2 separate regions of the Canis lupus genome follow, and region 2 is linked to region 1. The links are chromatin contacts, called in public Hi-C maps. All regions are on one chromosome and are shown on one strand. The core of a region is the stretch at or near the end of the contact, and the rest is flanking DNA. Distances in the headings are between cores, read along the strand shown. Region 1 overlaps SIN3B (paired amphipathic helix protein Sin3b). Region 2 holds the start of NWD1 (NACHT domain- and WD repeat-containing protein 1).

Region 1 (2,995 bases), core at 215-2,714:
AAATCTGGAGGTTTTGAGTATGTTGATAGGGCTCACAAGAATTCATTGTGTCCGTAGCAGAACACTGAGGGAAGAATTACTTGCCATGGCACCACCTTGGGATAATTACCATCCCCATTTTGGCTCGTTTTATTCACTACCTTAGTGCTTTTCACACCGAGGCAGCGCTTGCTGGTCTGGGCTGGCTTGCTCTGGGTTGGTTTTCGATCTTGTCCGGTGTGGTCTGCAGCCAGCATGCGGAGGCTGCCTGGCACAGCCGTTGGACCCTGGCCTTCATGCCCACCTCGTGGACATTGCTGGCCTCGTCTGGGGATGAGGGGGGTCCCAACGGGAGGTGGCGGCAGCTGTGCCTCACTCCTCCTGGGGACACACAGACGCCACGCGCCCACTGGCTCTCCCTCCCTGCCAGCTGCACCACCTCGTGAGTGACGACGTCTGTCTGAAGGTGGTGGAGCTCTACCTGAACGAGAAGAAGCGAGGTGCTGCAGGGGGGAACCTGTCCTCCCGCTGCGTCCGCGCTGCCAGGGAGACCAGCTACCAGTGGAAGGCTGAGCGGTGCATGGCTGATGAGAACTGCTTCAAGGTAAGGGGTGGCCACGCTCTGCCCCACGCGGGGCCGGGGCTGCAAGGAGGACACCCACGACGGGGGACAACTGGCTGCTTTGCCCCGGCCCGGGAGGCGGGCTGGGGCTGGGGCTGGGGCTGGGGCTGGCGCTGGGCCTTGACTTGGCTGCTAGCCTACCCGATAGCACAGACTTCTCTTACTGGGCCCCTGGCAGCTGGGGAAGGCAGTCCTAGATGACCGTGCAACCTCGTTCGGGGCTTCAGCCTGTTCATCCCCCTTCCTCCCCAGGTGATGTTCCTCCAGCGCAAAGGGCAAGTGATCATGACCATCGAGCTTCTAGACACCGAAGAGGCGCAGACAGAGGACCCTGTGGAGGTCCAGGTGAGAACCACAGTCCACCTTGAACACATCGTGGGGGTTAGGGGCAGCCACGGGCAGCACCATGGGGCCCCCCGGGTCCCCCAAAAGCCTTGTGCACACACTGGCCAGGCACCGGCTGCAACTGTCCACCCAGCGAGGCCTCAGTCACAGCCTGACCTTCTTGGAAGCCTGAGAGGGGATGGCCACTGCACATGCCCCATCAGGAGCCAGTGTGCATGTCCAGGGCAGGAAGGCAGGTGAGAGCCAGGCCATCCTTCCCCAAAACCCTCTTCCTGGCTCCTCCCACCTGCTGCAAACACTGTCATCCCCCTTGAGCCCATGGCCTGCATGGTCACTCCGACCCTGTGGCGTGTGGCCCTGTACTCCCCGTGCCTGAAGCCCAGAGCCCTGGATCCCAGCCCCTGGTCACCAGGAGAAACCCCCTGGCCCACACTCTAGATGCACATTCCACTTGGTATCCCGGTGCCTCTAAGCCCCTAGCCTCCTTCACAGAGTAGGGCCCTCCCCACTACTGCAGCCAGTGGGGGTCCCCTTGTGGAATCCTTCCCTGTGGGCCTCAGGGCTTCCCAACAGCAGATGCTTTCCCAGACAAGTGTAGGTGGGGGTCTGTACACCCTGCTCCTTCCAGAAGTTTCCAGCAAATGTGGTTTTGTGAGGCTTGAGTCTGGAGGAGCCTGTGGCTTTTAGAAGGTGGTGAACAGAGGGAGGGTCACTTGGACACGGCAGACCATGCTCACCCCTGACCTGAGCAGCCCCTGCAAGCCCTGCCTTCTGCTCATCCCCAACTCCTGCCTGGCCTGTCCCTGCCGCTCCTCGGATCCAGCTCCTCTGTGTGAAGGCCCCGCTCCCTGGGGGAGCTTGTCACGTGACGGGTGCAGAGAGGATGTCATATAGCAGGTGTGCTTATCCACCCAAGCGTGAAATGCCACAGCTGTCTACCTTGTGGCTCTGGGCAAGTGCTTCAGCCAGAGCTGCTGCCATCTGGTGGCTCCTCAGTAGCTGCCACCCTCCCGATGCTTTGGGAAACTGAGGATGAAATCCCTGGGAGCCCCTGAGCTCAGGGTCCCAGGTGAGAGGCTGGTGCCTCCAATGACACGGGCCTGTCTCCCCATGTCCCCACAGCACCTGGCTCGGTATGTGGAGCAGTATGTGGGGACCGAGGGGGCATCCAGCTCGCCCACCGAGGGCTTTCTCCTGAAGCCCGTGTTCCTGCAAAGGTAAGAGGACCCCCAGATGTGGTTCCTTCCCGGGGGACCCGCTCCCACCACCGGCAGCAGCAGGGCCCAGCACCAGGGCCTGACTGGTTTTCCCCGTGTTGCTGGCCAAAGGGGTAGGGTAGTGGTTTCCACCACATCGGTCTGCATTTGTCTGACCCCGGGGAAGTCAGCCGTCTTCCCGGCGTTTACGGGCTGTGAGGATTTCCCAGTCTGCAGATCCTCCTCTCGCCTCCAGGAACCTCAAGAAGTTCCGCAGGTGGCAGTGTGAGCAGGTGCGTGCCCTGCGCGGCGAGGCCAAGAGCTCCTGGAAGCGGCTGGTCGGGGTCGAGAGCGCCTGCAACGTGGACTGTCGCTTCAAGCTCAGCACCCACAAGATGATGTTCATCGTCAACTCCGAGGACTACATGTACCGCCGTGGGACCCTCTGCCGGGCCAAGCAGGTGCCCCTCTCTGCCCGGGGCCTGGGAGCCACGGCTGTCTGGGAGTGGTGTGCACCCTTTTTCCCCCCAGGATCCGGCCCACGGCTATCTGGGGCTGCCCTGACTCCCCTCCCCACCCCCTTCTGCAGGTACAACCACTGGTCCTGCTGCGCCACCACCAGCACTTTGAGGAGTGGCATGGCCGCTGGCTGGAGGACAACGTGACAGTGGAGGCGGCTGGCCTGGTGCAGGACTGGCTGATGGGCGAGGAGGACGAGGACATGGTGCCCTGCAAGACCCTCTGTGAGACGGCACACGTGCACGGCCTGCCTGTGACCCGCTACCGAGTGCAGTACAGCCGCCGCCCAGCCTCGCCCTGACTCCCTCGGTGGGCGCCATGACGCGCGGTTTGG
Region 2 (2,995 bases), core at 354-2,853, 110 kb before region 1:
TTTTCATTTTTTAAAAAAGATTTTATTTATTTCTTCATGAGAGACACACAGAGAGGCAGAGACATTGGCGGAGGGAGAAGCAGGTCCTTCAAAGGGGCCTGATAGGTGACTCGATCCCATGACCTCAGGATCACGACCTGAGCCAAAGGCAGATACTCAACCACTGAGCCACCCAGGTGCCACTATTTTTTTCATTTTTAAGCAATCTCTACACCCAACATGGGACTCAAAGTCACAACCCTGAGATCAAGAGTCACACACTCTACTGCCTGAGCCAGCCAGGTACCCCTCAGAAGCTTATTTTCATCTTTGGTAAATCAGGGTAGCAAAATGAAGTTCCTAGTCACAGGGAGAATTAGAGAGAACAGGTTATATTAGCATCTGAAGCTAAGAGTTCCTCATGATATAATGACATGATGATGGTAACATGAAAATGCCAACTTGTTAGAGAAGTTGTTCTCAACCAGAGGGTGGGGGTGGGGATTCTGTTCCCCAGGAGACACCTGGCAATGTCAGGAGACATTTTTGGTTGTCGTGATTGGGAGAGGTGATGCTACTTGCATCTAGTTGGTGGAGATCAGGAATGCTGCTCAACATCCTAATGTTTTTGCTACCTCCAAGGGAGCTTCCCATGTGCAATCTGAAACCAGCCCCTGTACTTGGAGGGCAGGGCAAGACCAGAGAAAGTCAGGCCATTTCAGATTGGTAGGTGGCAGGTTTGATAAGCAGGAGAACTTACTTACCAGGCTTGTCTCGAGTGGCCGCAGACAAGTAGATCTTCACACCATAGCAGCCAGAATCTTAAAAATGTATATAAAGGCCTTAACTGGGTTCAGTCCCATACACCATCCAGATGGTCTTAACACCACATCACTATCTCAAGGCTGTGTCCTTGGGAGAGCATCTCGTGCAGGGAGGCCCAGGGGAGTGAACACTCCAAGGACAGGGGAGGGGGAGCTTCTCGCCCACCTGGTGGGTCAAATCTGCAGTTACATGTTCTTGATGACCTCCTCCAACATGCGCACCCCACCGCAAAGAGTGCTCTGGCCCCAAATGTTAAGCAGTGCTGAGATCGAGAAACCCTGCTCTAGAAACTTAGATTGCATTTAACGCTTATGGGGACGTCAACGTTGGATGCTTTGATTCCTGATTGTACCACTTGTTGGCTGAGCCTGGAAATAATAGGAAAAATCATGGCCTACATTTCATGTGCCCTTCACATGCCCCAAGCATGACGTTAGGCTCATCTTATAAGCAAATTTCATTGTCTACCTGACTCTGGAGATCATAAAGCAAACTTAAGCCCAGAGAAGCCAAGTGGCCCATGCAAGGGGCTTCATCTATCTGGACCTCTTTTTTTTTCATCAGTGGGGGAGAATCATAATACCCGCCTCTTGGGCACACTGCCCATGTGGAATGCCAACCAGCTGGCACCTCATGGGCCCTTAACAAATGGCCTCTTCTGTGATGAGCATATTAGCCCGACACACAACGGTTAACCATCAAGTCTGGCTAAGTGCCCAGCTAATAAGCCAGGGCCTGAGAGCCACACAATTTCTTTCATTATCCCAGTTGCTGGGTGAATTGGCAGGGAGAGACCTGGGAAGTACCTAAGACAAAAGTTACTAGGATTGCCGGGGGCCTGGCTTCCGGGCAGTGCTACGGCCAGAAAACTTTCTTCTCCAGCCTACTTCCCCAGAGGGTTTTAAGTTGGCTTTTCCACCACCAGCAGGAGTGAGATTGAGGCCAGAGCTCCCAAGGAAAACCAGAAGGCAAGCACTGCAAGGGACTTCTGTCCTTCCTGGGGAAATCCAGTCTTCTTCAGTTGCCTGTAGTGATAAATAGGAGTCAAGGAAGATGGACAGTTGTGGTTGAGCCCACTGATGTGACAATTATTTAGTGAGCACCTACTATGTGCCAAGCATGCTGACCTTGGCGGACAGAGTCCTTGCACTCACGGAACTCATGTTCTTGTGGCGAGACAAGCAGTAAAGAAGCAAGAAGAAACATACCAGCTGGTGGTGAGTACCATGCAGAGAATTAAAATAGGGTGATGGCATTGGGAGGGACTGGGGGAGTGGTCACTGAGCAATGGGGTGGTCAGAGAGCCTCTGAGGAAGTGGCATTTAACTGAGGTGTAGGGGATCCCTGGGTGGCTCAGCGGTTTGGCACCTGCCTTTGGCCCAGGGCGCGGTCCTGGAGTCCCGGGATCGGGTCCCACGTCGGGCTCCCGGCATGGAGCCTGCTTCTCCCTCCTCCTGTGTCTCTGCCTCTCTCTCTCTCTCTCTCTACGTCTATCATGAATAAATAAATAAATCATTAAAAAAATAAAAAAAAATAAACTGAGGTGTGGATGACATGAATGGATTCAGGATGGGGAATTCAGGTGCAACATGAGGCCCTGAAGCTGTAATTGGCTAGTTGTCTTAGGCCAGGGTTCTCAACCAAGCGTGATTGTGCCCCTACTAGACACTGGCAATGTCCAGAGATTTTTTTTTAAAGACTTTATTTATTTCTTTGACATACAGAGAGAGAGCACAAGCAAGGGGAGTGGGAGAGGGAGAAGCAGGCTCTCTGCTGAGCAGGGAGCCCGATGCAGGGCTTGATTCCAGGACCCCAGGATCATGGCCTGAGCTGAAGGCAGACGCTTAACTGACTAAGCCACCCAGACACCCCTTGGAGATATTTTTAATCGTCACAGCTTTGGCGGAGGTGGGGAGCCCTGCTACTGGCATCCAATGAGTCAAGCCCAGATGCTCCTCAACATCCTACAATGCACAAGATGGCCCCCACTGCAAAGAATGACCTGGCCCCAGATGCCAGTAGTGCTGATATTGGAAAAGTCTGGGCTACAGAAATAGAAAGAAAGCTTAGTGTGAGCATCAAGGTCAAAGTCTTCCCATCCTCCCACGAACTCAAGAGGTGGTAAGCAAGGGAACATGACCATGTGCCAGAGTCGGGTAGAGTCCTACAGACCTGTTTGGAACTGAGATAA

What was found. A called contact is a pair of places that touch in the nucleus more often than the background predicts.
Region 2: a contact with region 1 is called in a Hi-C map of skin fibroblasts, with 1.6 times the contacts expected there. The contact joins the promoter of NWD1 here to the enhancer-like site in region 1. A contact is called at or near these places in 2 of 9 Hi-C or Micro-C datasets (liver and skin fibroblasts).

What each region holds. Positions count from the first base shown.
Region 1 is chr20:46,155,225-46,158,219 of UU_Cfam_GSD_1.0, reverse strand. SIN3B (paired amphipathic helix protein Sin3b) reads left to right here. Exons shown (of 20, transcript XM_038566950.1): 16 at 410-583; 17 at 854-946; 18 at 2,069-2,163; 19 at 2,399-2,603; 20 at 2,732-2,995. The coding sequence ends at 2,962. Among named protein-coding and RNA genes, the nearest start is that of F2RL3, 7.5 kb to the right of the region's middle. Within about 2 kb of position 1,464, at least 4 of the 20 cell types and tissues checked have an H3K27ac peak or open chromatin away from gene starts, as enhancers often do.
Region 2 is chr20:46,265,597-46,268,591 of UU_Cfam_GSD_1.0, reverse strand. It overlaps NWD1 (NACHT domain- and WD repeat-containing protein 1), which reads left to right and starts at 1,603. Exons shown (of 21, transcript XM_038566948.1): 1 at 1,603-2,021.